Regions from separate parts of the Macaca mulatta genome. Here region 2 is linked to region 1. Evidence: chromatin contacts called from public Hi-C data. All regions are on one chromosome and are shown on one strand. Each heading gives the region's core, a stretch centred on a gene start, on an enhancer-like site or on the middle of the called end of the contact. The rest is flanking DNA. Distances are from core to core; before and after follow the strand shown.

What was found. Hi-C and Micro-C count contacts between places; a contact is called where the count stands out from the background.
Region 2: a contact with region 1 is called in a Hi-C map of fetal cortical plate, with 2.5 times the contacts expected there. The contact joins the promoter of ZNF135 here to the promoter of ZNF606 in region 1. A contact is called at or near these places in 3 of 14 Hi-C or Micro-C datasets (cortical neurons, fetal cortex germinal zone and fetal cortical plate).

Annotation. Positions count from the first base shown.
Region 1 is chr19:70,143,629-70,146,703 of T2T-MMU8v2.0, forward strand. ZNF606 (zinc finger protein 606) reads right to left here and starts at 1,576. Exons shown (of 7, transcript XM_077980111.1): 1 at 1,001-1,576. It also overlaps the pseudogene LOC106994879.
Region 2 is chr19:70,185,187-70,188,414 of T2T-MMU8v2.0, forward strand. ZNF135 (zinc finger protein 135) reads left to right here and starts at 1,528. Exons shown (of 3, transcript XM_077980144.1): 1 at 1,528-1,739. The coding sequence starts at 1,671.

The DNA of each region.
Region 1 (3,075 bases), core at 326-2,825:
GAAATGTTCTAAAATTAGATAATGGGGATGGTTGCACAATTTTATTAATATACAATAAAACCAGTGAATTACACACTTTAAAGTGGTTAAAGTGGTGAACGTTAAGCAAATTTAATCCCACCTCCAAAAGAAATTCACGTCCAAGATTTACTAAGCCTAAGCTTGTGTGTGTCTGGAGGACTTAGGGATGGGCCTGGCGCCCAGACCCCTAACTCCTCAGGTTCCAGATCTTTGTACAAGTCAGCAACCTCTCGAATGGATTCCTGGGTATGTGTATAAAGCACTAGAACACACAGTGGGCCTCAGGAGCACCGGAATCAGCGCGAAAACGCAGAATGCAAACCGTATTTTGCACCGTTATTTGCAACTTGACAGTGACCGCCACCGTCACTGCATGTTTAAGGGAACCCGGAGCTGTTTCCAACCCAGGTCTGACGTCCTTCACAGTGCTTTGTGTGAACTGGCAGGGAGAGAAATGCCGGCTGGGGAATGAACGGGGTTATTCGTCCCATCAATGGCCTCAGAAGCATCCTTATCACCTGCTTCCAGAGCTACCGACCCAAATTTCCTCCGCAAGACCGACGCGGCCGCGACGCTGCAGAAGCTCGTCCCGGCCTCACCTGGCTTGCAGCCGCCGGTCCCCCTTGAAAGCGGCGCAGCAGGCTCGGGGTCGCCTCGCCTGGGGCGTTTGGCTTTTGTCCCGCGCCGACGTCCGGCCCAGCAGTGCGCTTGGGAGCTCTAGGCGCGGCCTCGGGGACAAAGGCGCGCGGAGCCGACTTGCAGAGTTCACCCAGGCCCGTCCGGCCAGACAAGGAAGAGCGCCCGGAGGCGGGAGGCCGGAGGCAGGCTGCTGGCTGGAGAGCCGAAGGCAACGAGGGCGCAAAGCCGGCGCGGAAAGGGCAGGCGCAGGACCCGCCCTGGCACCGCCTTTCCCCGCCGGCTCTCCCGACCCCCGAGCCCCGCAGCTACCGCAGCCCTACAGCCCGAGCAAAGGCCTCGCCTCAGCCGCGGACAATGGCGGCTGCTCCCCCGGCTTCGACCGGGGCGCGCCGCAGGGTCTTCTGGGAGCTGGAGTTCCAGGCGGGCACTTCCGGCGTCGGGCAGCTGCGCCGCCGTGACGGCTGCGTGGGCCGCCCCGCCTCGCACCGCCCTACTTGGGCGGGGTAGGGACCATTCTGGCAGCTGCGTCGAAGCCGGCGGCAGGGTGTACTACGTTGTCCCGGCCCGAGACCACCCTCTTCCACCGCCGCCTCCCACTGCAAAAGGGCCTGGGTAAGTCGCGGCGCCGCGGGCCTCAGTTTGCCCGTCCGCAAAATGGCGCCTCGTGATCCCGGGTTTCCCGGGAGGAGCTCGGCGAGTTCTCAGCGCTCTCGAGGGATCCTTCCATTTGGCGTTCGCAAGATTGTGAGAAAGTGGCTGCTCTTATTCTCTTTATTTAAGATAAGGAACCTAATTCGAGGTACCCCTCTCTGTGAAGCCCCACGGCTGAGAACGTCAGGGCTCGTTCCCAGGTCTCTTTCTAGAGGCCAGGCTTTATGGGAGCATGGATTACCAGCGACGCATCCTGTGAGTTTTCCTGTATCAATATGTATGGAGCAGTTCGGGCGCGGTGGCTCATTCCTGTAATCTCAGCATTTTGGGAAGCTGTGGCGGGAGGATCGATTGAGTTCAGGAGTTTGACACCACCCTGGGCAACATAGTGAGACCCCATCTCTACCAAAAAAAAACCACAAAAATTAGCCCGGTGTGATGGCGCGCGCCTGTAGTCTACTACAGAAGGCTGCGGTGGAAGGATTGCTTGAGCTCGGGAGGTCAAGGTTGCAGTGAGCTAGGATCGCACCACTGCACTTCAGCCTGGGCAACAGAGCAAGACCTGGCCTTAAGGAAAAAAAATAGGCCGGGCGCGATGGCTCACGCTTGTAATCCCAACACGTTGGGAGGCCAAGGCAGGTGGATCGCCTGAGGTCAGGAGTTCGAGACCAGTCTGGCCAACATGATGAAACCTCGTCTCTACTAAGAATACCAAAAATTAGCCGGGCGTGGTGGCAGGCACCTATACCCAGCTACTCGGGAGGCTGAGGCAGGAGAATCGCTTGAACCGGGGAGTTGGAGGCTGCAGTGAGCCGATATTGTGCCATTGCACTCCAGCCTGGGCAGCAAGAGCAACATTCCATCTCAAAAAAAAAAAAAAAATGTATACATACACACACACATATATATGGAGAGGCGCTGGGAAATAGAGCAGGGAGCACGGTTAAGGACACTGCCTTGGCGGCTGCCATTAAAAAACACAAACAGGGAGGCTAAAAATGAAGGAGCCTGAGGTGCTGACCCCCAGCCTGATCCTGGAGGATCCGCTTGGCAAAGCCCATTGACGCCCCTTTGGGATCCTCACAGAGCCGCCTCCTCACCTCTGTTAAGGATGACTCTAGGTCGGGCGCGGTGGCTCAAGCCTGTAATCCCAGCACTTTGGGAGGCCGAGACGGGCGGGCACAAGGTCAGGAGATGGAGACCATTCTGGCTAACACGGTGAAACCCCGTCTCTACTAAAAAATACAAAAAAAATTAGCCGGGCGAGGTGGCGAGCGCCTGTAGTCCCAACTACTTGGGAGGCTGAGGTAGGAGAATGGCATAAACCCGGGAGGCGGAGCTTGCAGTGAGCTGAGATCCGGCCACTGCACTCCAGCCTGGGTGACAGAGCGAGACTTCGTCTCAAAAAAAAAAAAAAAGGGATGACTCTAGCCCAGAGCTTCCTTGCTCACTCCCCTCCCCATACCCAGTCCCTGTGCTCCTCACTCTCCTCGTGTATTTGTCCACCCTCATTCCCACTGCTCCTAGGGTCTGATCTGGGCTGGTTGTCTTCCCTCACGCAGTACCTCAGTGAGAGACCCACTTTTCATGCACCCACTGCTTGCTGCTTGCACGTTTTTACTTATTATTTTGGTTTGGTTTTTTTTTTGGTCAGAGTTTTGCTTTTGTTGCCCAGGCTGGAGTGCAATGGCGTGATCTCGGCTCACTGCAACCTCTGCCTCCCAGGTTCAAGCGATTCTCCTGCCTCAGCTTCCCAAGTAGCTG
Region 2 (3,228 bases), core at 278-2,777, 42 kb after region 1:
CTTGCAGTGAGCCGAGATCGCGCCACTGCACTCCAGCCTGGGCGACAGAGCGAGACTCCGCCTCAAAAAAAAAAAAAAAAAAAAAAAAAAAAAAAATCAAGAGATTTCACACAGAAATCACGATCTCTGGGTTCTTTTGAGAAATCCAGACCTGGGACGCTGGGCTTACCAGTCTGCAAGACCCCACTTGGCTGGAGCCAAGCAGCACCTGCCCCTGTAGAAAGAGCCCGCCCCTGCTGGCATGTACGGTTTAGAAACCTGGCTGAGAAAAACCGAGGATCAGAAGGTCTGAGGAAGGAAACAGAGGGGCAAGTGTGAGGGAGCTGGGCAGGGCCGCCTGGCCACCATCAGGGCTGAGCAAGCTCAGTGTGGCACCACCGACAGCGTCTCACCAGGACTATCAGACCGCTTGGGAAAAAGACTTCACCATAAGTTGTGTGTTCATACCTTTTGATCCAGTAAAAGGAAACGGGTGGAGGAGGTGGGGTGGGGGCAGGGGACAAAAGAGTATACATTTTGTGAAAGAAAAACATAGACACACAAAATGTTTTGTGGCATTTGGGTTTGTGAGTGAGAGAACTGAAAAATGGCATTTTATGTACAATGGAAAGCCTCTTTACTGCAGTAGAGTGAAAAGCAGGCTGGCTTTCAGTGTGACGGTCACTAATGTGGGGCTTTACAGCTCTTGGAACGTACAGGACACCCTTAAAAGCCTAGAAGCTTGCCTTTGCTTTGTTTACATCAGTGCATTATGATTTTGAGCCATTATATCTCTTCATAACTGCCACTGTTTTAGGGCTTATGACATTTAAAGTCTTAACTTATGTGTCAACCAGCTAAATCTTTTCAAGTGTCTGTGTGTGGTATGAGAATTCGTATTGTGTTCTCTGCTGTTTTCAGAGTTCAGTCAAAGAAAAAAAAATGCCCCTGTCTTAAAACTTTTCCGCAGCTTCAAATACAGTTCCCAAGCCCAGGCTGATTGGAATTAATCAGTCCTCTCTTAAAAGAGCAAAAGCACAAGGCTCAGCCCTGGCTTTCCCAGCTCCTCTCGCCTGGCTGCTCCATGCATGTGTGATGTATGCTGGTGAAACGAAGCCCGCTTGAATGGGGGCTTCGCTACTGTGTGCTGCTGAACCTGGGCCTAGCGCCTGGCAGGCTTTGGTGAATGTTCAAAAAATGACAATTCATTTCTTGTCCGCGAGAACACACCAGCTTTGAATATTATACTGCTGTTCAAATGCACAATTTTGACTACCTAGCAATGTCCGAAGTCGTCATAATTGTTAGTGTCTTGCACATTATGTTCCTTATAACCATGTAATAAATACAACAGGAAGTCTCCAGGGCTGCCTCAGTGTGGAAAATGCAAAGACTCCCGTGCGTGCGATCTTGGTGAATGCTTTGGTTTGAAGTATGTGTTTTGAAAAACCACTGCTTTGTTTGCAGCAACAAAGCTGACGTGGAGTTTCCAACACGAAAGCCCGTGTGGTCGCGCCGGGAGCTCACGGCGTTCCAGGTGGCCCCGATCCCGCGTTGATGCCCAGGCACCTCCCACGCCCTGTTTCACCAGGCCCGGTGACTCCAGCTCCAGCAGCACTGAGAGGCCGCCAAAGCCAAGGACAGCGACTTGGGGACCCGAGGCCGGAAATGCGCGCGCGGCTTTCCGGGAAATGGAGTCAGGCGCGCGCAGGCGCAGTGTCGGCCGCCGGTGCCGCGGCCTTTGTCTAGCCGTCAGGCGGGTGAGCTAGGCCGGCGAGGTGGGGGAGGGGAGGCCAGGCTGGGCCGGGCCGGGTGCAGGGGTCCGGGGATCTTCCTGGGGCCCTGGCGGGGCGAGTTTCCAGCAGCGCGCGTCTGTGTGGAGTCCGTTTTGCTGCCCGGGGCCTGGGGAAGGCCGTTTCGGGGCTGGCGGGGACAGGATTTGGGAGGCATCCCTGGTCTGAGAGGAGGGCGGGGCCCAACGCTCAGCTGTACTGGAGCTGCTCCGACAGCCCCTGAGGGAACGCGCGCCCCGCCCCCGGCCCCACTGCTGCCCTACACCGGGCACTGGGCCGCCACCCTTGTTGATAGAAGAGGGAAAGTGAGGCACAATGCCCAGGGCCAGGGGACCGCAACCACCCGGTCCTTGTCACTGTAGCGTTAAGGCCCAGAGTCTGCGCAGCAGGCATGTGTCGGCACCCGCCAGGCCCTCAGCTTCCCTCAGACAGGTGGGGAAACCCTAGGCTGCCCTTCCCCGCGCGGGGGGCCGCCCCACACACAGCAGGCGCTTAAACGGGTACGCGGGGCCCTGGAGGGCTCTCCACGGAGCTAGGCTCTGGCGCACTTCCGCGGCTTGGGGACCTGAGCACCGCCTCGGCCTCCCAGCTGCTCACCTCCCCTTTCCCACAGAGCAGGGTCAGCCGTTCCTGCCAGAAGCCAGGGCATGACCCCTGGGCTGCGCGTCTCCACAGACCCGGTGAGAATCTCGGACTCGCGCGTGTTCTCCACCTCGTGCCCGGCTTCCTTCTCGTGCGCGGCCTCCTCACACCCGGCCTCCTCTTTGCACCCCGTCCCTACTCGCGCGTAGCCTCCTCCTTGCGCCGGGCCCCTACTCCGTGCCCGGCCTCTGCTCGTGCTCGGCCTCTGCCTGCACGCCCGGCCTCCTGAAGTCCGCGCCAGGCTCCCCAACCACAGCCTCTGCTCTGCCCACGCTGCGCTGGCGGTCAGCGGGCACGGGTCCCGGTCTGAGTGGGCTTTATGTTTGTGCGGCCGTCATTGCATACCTGAGGCTGGGTGATGTCAGACAACTGTAGGTGCCCTGACTCTGCAGTCTGAAGTTGAAGGCCTTCGCATGCTCTGCGCTCCAAGATGGCGCATCGAGTGCCGCTTCCTCAGACGGCTTGGAGGCCAAGGGGGCGGAACTCGCCTTTTTATGATGACATTAACCCCACCCATAAGCCCCCGAAAGAAACCGGCCTCCTGTGGGAATGTCAGAAAACCCATACAAGGGGACTGGTGCGGTGGCTCGTAGCTGTATCCATAAGCCCAGCTACGGGGGAGGATTGCTTGAGCCCAGGAATTGGAGGCTGCAGTGAGCCATGATCGTGCCACTGCACTCCAGCCTGGATGACAGCGAGACCCAGTCTCTAAAAAATTAAAAAACTCAGATTCAGGCCGGGCGCGGTGGCTCACGCCTGTAATCCCAGCACTTTGGGAGGCCGAGGCGGGCGGATCACAAAGTCAGGATATCAA